Regions from separate parts of the Mus musculus genome. Here region 1 is linked to region 2. The links are chromatin contacts, called in public Hi-C maps. All regions are on one chromosome and are shown on one strand. The core of a region is the stretch at or near the end of the contact, and the rest is flanking DNA. Distances in the headings are between cores, read along the strand shown.

Region 1 (3,071 bases), core at 256-2,755, 170 kb before region 2:
TCCTTTAGAATCCAGAATAATGTCTGGTGGTGTCTGATAGAGATGGAGAAATGGATACGTTTATGCACATCTGTACACAGCTGTGAGCTGAGGCATGGGAAGAGTGGAAAGTGCTGCTTCTGTTACTGTTCTTGCTGCTGCTGCTGTTGCTGCTGCTGCTGTTGTTGCTGTTACTGTTCTTGCTATTGTTGTTACTGTTCTGTCTATTGTTGTTACTGTTGCTGCTGCTGTTGTTCTTGCTGCCACTGTTACTGTTTCTGCTGCTGCTGCTGTTGTTGTTGTTGCTGCTGCTGTTGCTGCTGTTACTGGTCTTGCTGTTGTTGTTACTGTTCTGTCTATTGTTGTTACTGTTGCTGCTGCTGTTGTTCTTGCTGCCACTGTTACTGTTTTTGCTGTTGCTGTTGCTGTTGTTATTGCTGTTGCTGCTGCTCCTCAGGTGGTCTGCTCTGAATGCACTTCTCAATACCACTCGCCCCAACTCAGTGCTAAAGTTGTATTTGTGGGAAATGGTTTATCAAACAACAATTTAGAGGAGTGGATAGTTTCACAATCTGATGAAAGTCTCTCAAAAGTTCAGCAGATCCAAACACTCTTTACTGTGATGGTTTGAATGAGAGATGTCCTCCACAGGCTCGTGTGTTTGAATACTTGCTCCCAGTTAGCGGTGCTGATTTGGAAGGTTCTGGTATTTTATGAGGTGGGTCTTTGTTGGGGGAAGTATGTCAAAGACTTACTTTAAATGTTTTGGGCCTAGTCCCTCATCTCCTTCCCTCCCTTCCTCCCTCTCCTTTCCTCCTTCCCTCCGCCCATCCATCCATATGCCCCCCTCTTTCTATTCCTGCCCTTGCTCCTTCCTGTATGTGGATGAATTGCAATCACCCAGTTCCCTGTGCCTGTCACTATGCTTTTCTTGCCTGTTGCTATGTCTCCCAAACCATGATGGACTCCATACATGTGGAGCTATAAACTAAAACAAAGTCCTTCTCCCCCAAGGTGCTTTTTGTCACCATATTTGATAACATTGACAGAAAAGTACCTAGAACATTTAGTATCTCTATTCCATGACTGCCACCACCATTAGTAGTAATTTTCCTTTAAAGCATTTTTACCATTTTATTACACATACACATGAGATGTGCTTATAGAATGGATATGTTCATGTGGGGGGTATATGGGCATTCTATGGCACACGTGTAGAAGTTAGAGGGTAGCCTCTGTTATAAATCCTTACCTTCCTTTCTATGGTCTTGTTTACTGTGGCATACATGAAGCCTGTGAGCTTCCCGGGATAGGATTCTCCTGTCCCTGCCTTCCATCTCACTGAAGAGGCAGTGGGATTACAGACATGTGCGATGACATCCAGTTTCCTTGGGTTCTGGGAATCTGAGCTCCTGTCTTCACATTTGTGCAGCAAGCAGTTTATCCACCCACAGATCCATCTCCTGAGCCCTTAGTTACAGCTCACAGATGTGCAGTGGACAGATGGCTTCCAGCCTGCAAACCCTTGATTTTCCCTTAGAAGTAAGTAAATGCGGCTCACAGAAGGACATAAATTTATGGCACATATGACACTGGGCATACACAAACTTTGTTGAGTTCCAAGCAATGACTAACATTTTTAATGCCAACTTGAACTGAAGTTGTCCACAGAACAAGAATTAAAGAAACCTCCTCAAAATCCACATTTAGAACATAATCTGAAGCCGCACATTAAATCTTTTTTTCTTACTATTTGATTCTTAACTGATGCTACATCTGTTTGGCTATAGGAATGGCATTTCATTTATGTGTCATTCCTCATTCAAGAAGCGTTGGCTACTACTAAGAGATCTTCAGTATCTGTCTGTGGTCAGAGGGCTATGATGTCTGCAGTGCTGTCGGTTACCATACCACACCCTGTTGACTAAGACAGTCAGGTGACTACATAGAGGAAAGAAACCAAGACATCTCCTACCACCAGGGAGCTGTTGGCGAGTGGCTGTCTTCTCCTGAGACTTGGTGGTAACTTCACTGAGCACTTCAGAAGGACTTCCTCCTTCTGTAACTGCCTCTCTAATACAGTCTACTACTCTGTGTGCATTGTGTGTGGTGAATGTAAGTGTATATAAGTGTCCTTGATGGTGGACACACATAGAGGTACATAGAGGGAGGTCAGAGATCAACAGTATGTCTTCCTCAGCTTAACTTTTGAGACAGAGTGTATCACTGAACCTGGAGATCACTGATTGCCTAGACTGGGTAGGCAATGAGCTCCTGAGTCCCATAACCCTCTTACCTCTACCTACCCCCATCTACCCACACAGCCCTCCTTCCACACTGGAGTTCATGTCCTGTGCCTCCACACCTGGCTTTTTAAGCATAGGTAGTGGGATCCAAACTCAGGTCCACACGGTTGTGTGACAATCACATTAGGGACTGAGCCATCTCCCCCTACTCTCCTCAGTACCACTTATATCCAGTATCCTAATGTAGGTAGGAGTTGACATCTCTGTTTCTCCATAGCCCACGTGTTCACACAAACAACATACATCTGAGGCCTTGCTCCTCAGATTACGGCCAAATACCAGCAAACACTAACACAGTGTTTACACAGCTGCTCTTTCCTCTTCATGATTAAGCAAGTTTGAGTACCAACAAGTTCCACACCATTGTGCAGTTCTGACCTTGACCCCATTTAGGTTTTGCTGTGTGCACTGGGAGGCTTTGGCCTTTTTCTCTCACACTTGTGAGGTCAAACAAGTTTCTTTCTCCAGAAACTTTTCTTTTCAAGCCAGTCATTTTTGAAGTTTTCCTACCTTAAATTATATGATCCTTCATTTCTTATTGCTTGTCACAGACACCCACAATTTATAAAAACACCCATCTTCCATCTAAGAAGCCCTAATATTTGGCTACTCTTCTAGGCTGGATGGCATATCCTTCTACTCTCTAGATTTTATTATGGGGCCAGCAATCTTACTATATTTTCTCTATAACAGGAAAACATCAGAGCCACACTGCTGCTATCTATGTTAGAGCATCCAGGCAGACCTCACATATCCCATAGCTTCTCTGTCACTGTCACTCCAGCA
Region 2 (3,156 bases), core at 196-2,695:
GCACTCTGTTTTTTAAAGCCATGTAGGGATCCTGACAGGTAAAGAGAAAGGAGATGACATAGTTAGAAGTGTCATTTCAGCTTGGCATGAAGATGTCCTACTTCAAGGGTAAAGTGTGCCAAGGATGTTAAACCTCAGACTTCACTCACATAAGTATGGATCTGAAAACCATTGTGGAGTAACATTTAAGCTAAGGAACCTTTGGATACACGAGTTTATTTTTGTCCCCATTTTAGCACTACACTGAACCTCAAAAGAGAAACAGCACATGTCAAATCCAAGCTTAGCTGATCCAAGAACAGGGCACCAAGCATGCTTCTCAGCCCTGTGAAGAACAGCTTTCAGGTTTCTGATGGAGTCACCCATCCAGGTCTTCATGCAACAGCCATAGAGCAGTGACCACCTCAACTAGGTAGCCTGGCCATATTCACATGATGAGATAAGGAAGGGAAAGGAATATTTAAAGTTGAGCATTATTGGGCTGGAGAGATAGCTCAGCAGTTAAGAGCACTGACTGCTCTTCCAAAGGCCTTGAGTTCAAATCCCAGCAACCATATGGTGGCTCATGACCATCCATAATGAGATCTGACACCCTCTTCTGGTGCATCTGAAGACAGCTACAGTGTACTTAGATATAATAATAAATAAATCTTTAGGCTGGAGCAAGCAGGGCTGACCAGAGTAAGCAGGGTTGACCGGAGCAAGCAACCTTCATTCCCAGCAACCACATGATGGCTCACAACCATCAATACAGGTACAGTGTGACCATATACATAAAATAAATTAGTAAATCTTTTTTTAAAAAGTTTAGCATTATTAAGGAAAGACCAGTTTATGCTAATGAACTTTGGGGACATGAATCACAAACAACTGCATGTCTGAAAGCATTTGTGCCTCCTTCTTGCAAGGCTGCTGTCCGTTGGTTGCATCATGTCTAAGTTAGACTACACTCTGAGATGTAGGAATGGATGCACACAAAAGTGTGCTCAAGGGGTGTCTGTGTAGAACCTACAACAGCAAGCTTCTTTTTCTAGTTCGGAAATTTCAGAGTTACATACAGTCCTCTGTTGGCTGTGTGCTTCAATTCTCAGGAGAACACACAAGTCAGTTGATATATCTGTTTCCCTTTGGTGTTACAGTGAAAACAGAAGCCTTCCATGCTGTCTATGAAAAGAATGTGGTTGCCATTTCTGCCAGGGCTTTGTCCCCAGTAGTTAATAGCCACATTATCTGAATGTATGAGATGCCATTCTACCATGTCAAAGATAGGCAGAGCTGCCTGGATGTTTGTTAGCCACCGTCAGACATGTGGTCATGGGACTAGTAGGCTATTTACATGCCCATGTGAGTCAGAGAGGGTGTTAAAGCCATCTGTTGCTTGAATAAGCAGAGAGAAGCTAGAGGTGACACAGGGGAAGTCTACAGATCTGCTATGTAACCTCTCACCAGCTCCAAAGATGATTCATCTTAGAAGTGTCATGAGACTAAATGGAGAAAGCATGGCAGCACATGCTAACAGGGGTTTTGAAGTCAGAGATTCAGATCCTGGCTCTACAGCCTTTACTCATAAATAACCATTAGGTATATTATGTAAAGCATAGTATACATCTACCAAAATATGCATCTTCTCTGGGAAACTGCATAGCAACATCCACCAAGTTAAACTGCTGTGAGACTTCAAGGCAATGTGATCTCGCTACCAGAATGGTATTTGCCCGGAAAAAAAAATGATGGTAGTGACGGTGGCAAGCAATGAAGAGAAGAGGCTGTCTGTGCATCTCACCATTGCTAAAGTGGTGTTTGTGAAACTGCCACCAATGACACAGTTGAACACCATGAGGACCACACATAGTGGAAATCATCTATAGGAAGACAGACACTTTCTAGTGTGATGCTTAATCAAATGAGATCATTGCTTCAATTAAATATCAAAGTCACAAACAAAATAAAGCCAAAAGCTCTGACAAGTATAGTTGTATGGTTGTAAGTTTAGGGCTGTGCTTACTTTAAATGTTCATGTCTAAAGCGTAATAAACCTTCACACAGATCTTGTATGAGTCAAAATTGAACTAAGCCCCTTCATCATCTTTCCCAGGTTTAGGCTATTCTTCATTGGTGGTAAAACAATCTCTAAGCTCTGGTCTTTTCCCACTGATACTATGAAGTAGTAAATGGATATTTGCAAGAGGCTTCATACAAAACGTCCCTGTTGCATTAGCTACTATTCTATTGTGGTGCAGAGACACTCTGACTAAGGGAGCTCTTATAAAATAAAGTATTCCATTTGGGGCTTCCTCACAGCTTCAGAGAGTTAGTCCATGATCATCATAGCAGGAAGTAGATGGGCAGTGTCCTCATCAGTAGCTGGGAGATTTGCATCCTCATCCACAGTGTAGTAGTTTGAATGCTTGACCTAGGGGGTGGCACTATAAGAGATGTGGCCTTGTTAGAATAGGTGTGGCCTTGTTAGAGTAGGCATGGCCTTGTTGGAGGAAGTGTGTCACTGTAGGGTGGGTTTTGAGGTCCTACATGCACGCTCCACCCAGGTGGATCAAGATGTAGAGCTCTTATCTCCTTGCCAGCACCACGTCTGCCTGGATGCTGCCATGCTTCTTGCCATGATGATAATGGACTGAACCTCTAAAAACTGTAAGACAGCCTCAGTTAAATGTTTTCCTTTATAAGAGTTGCCTTGGTCATGGTGTCTATTCGTAGTAATGTAAATTCTAAAATGCACAAGCATCTGAAGGGGGTGTGGGGAGAGAGAGAGAAGACTGGGCCTAGTATAAACATTTGTAACCTCCTTCTCCAATGAGACCACAACCATGCCAAGAAGACTACACCCCCTAATTCTTCCTAAACAGTTCCACCAACTGCAGCCCTAGCAATCAAACATATGAGCCTATGTGGGCCATTCTCCTTCAGACCACCACACTCAAATACAATGCAACAGAAGACTCCTTGAAAACTGATATTGGTACACATGTAGACCTACATTGTTCACCATGTACTTCAAACTTCTCAGAATTCTTACAAAACGGGCCTGAAGCACTTCACTGATGCAAAGGATGTGATTTTAACAATTTAGAAGACTTAGCTTTGCCATCGACATTACAATAATAAAAGTCATTTCTTACTAGAACAACAGCTTCTCAT

Evidence for each region. A called contact is a pair of places that touch in the nucleus more often than the background predicts.
Region 1: a contact with region 2 is called in a Hi-C map of the C2C12 cell line, with 3 times the contacts expected there. The contact joins two enhancer-like sites. A contact is called at or near these places in 1 of 15 datasets of contacts at CTCF or cohesin (the NIH/3T3 cell line), 7 of 484 Hi-C or Micro-C datasets (the BV-2 cell line, the C2C12 cell line, ECoMG-derived neutrophils and 4 more) and 1 of 115 datasets of contacts at active chromatin or transcription factors (microglia).

Annotation. Positions count from the first base shown.
Region 1 is chr5:102,692,930-102,696,000 of GRCm38.p6, reverse strand. All of the region lies in intron 3 of Arhgap24 (Rho GTPase activating protein 24), which reads right to left. Among named protein-coding and RNA genes, the nearest start is that of Gm30396, 63 kb to the right of the region's middle. Within about 2 kb of position 1,505, at least 6 of the 459 cell types and tissues checked have an H3K27ac peak or open chromatin away from gene starts, as enhancers often do. A contact at or near this core is called in the C2C12 cell line, where this site is marked.
Region 2 is chr5:102,518,935-102,522,090 of GRCm38.p6, reverse strand. All of the region lies in intron 1 of Arhgap24 (Rho GTPase activating protein 24), which reads right to left. Among named protein-coding and RNA genes, the nearest start is that of Arhgap24, 39 kb to the right of the region's middle. Within about 2 kb of position 1,445, at least 29 of the 459 cell types and tissues checked have an H3K27ac peak or open chromatin away from gene starts, as enhancers often do. A contact at or near this core is called in the C2C12 cell line, where this site is marked.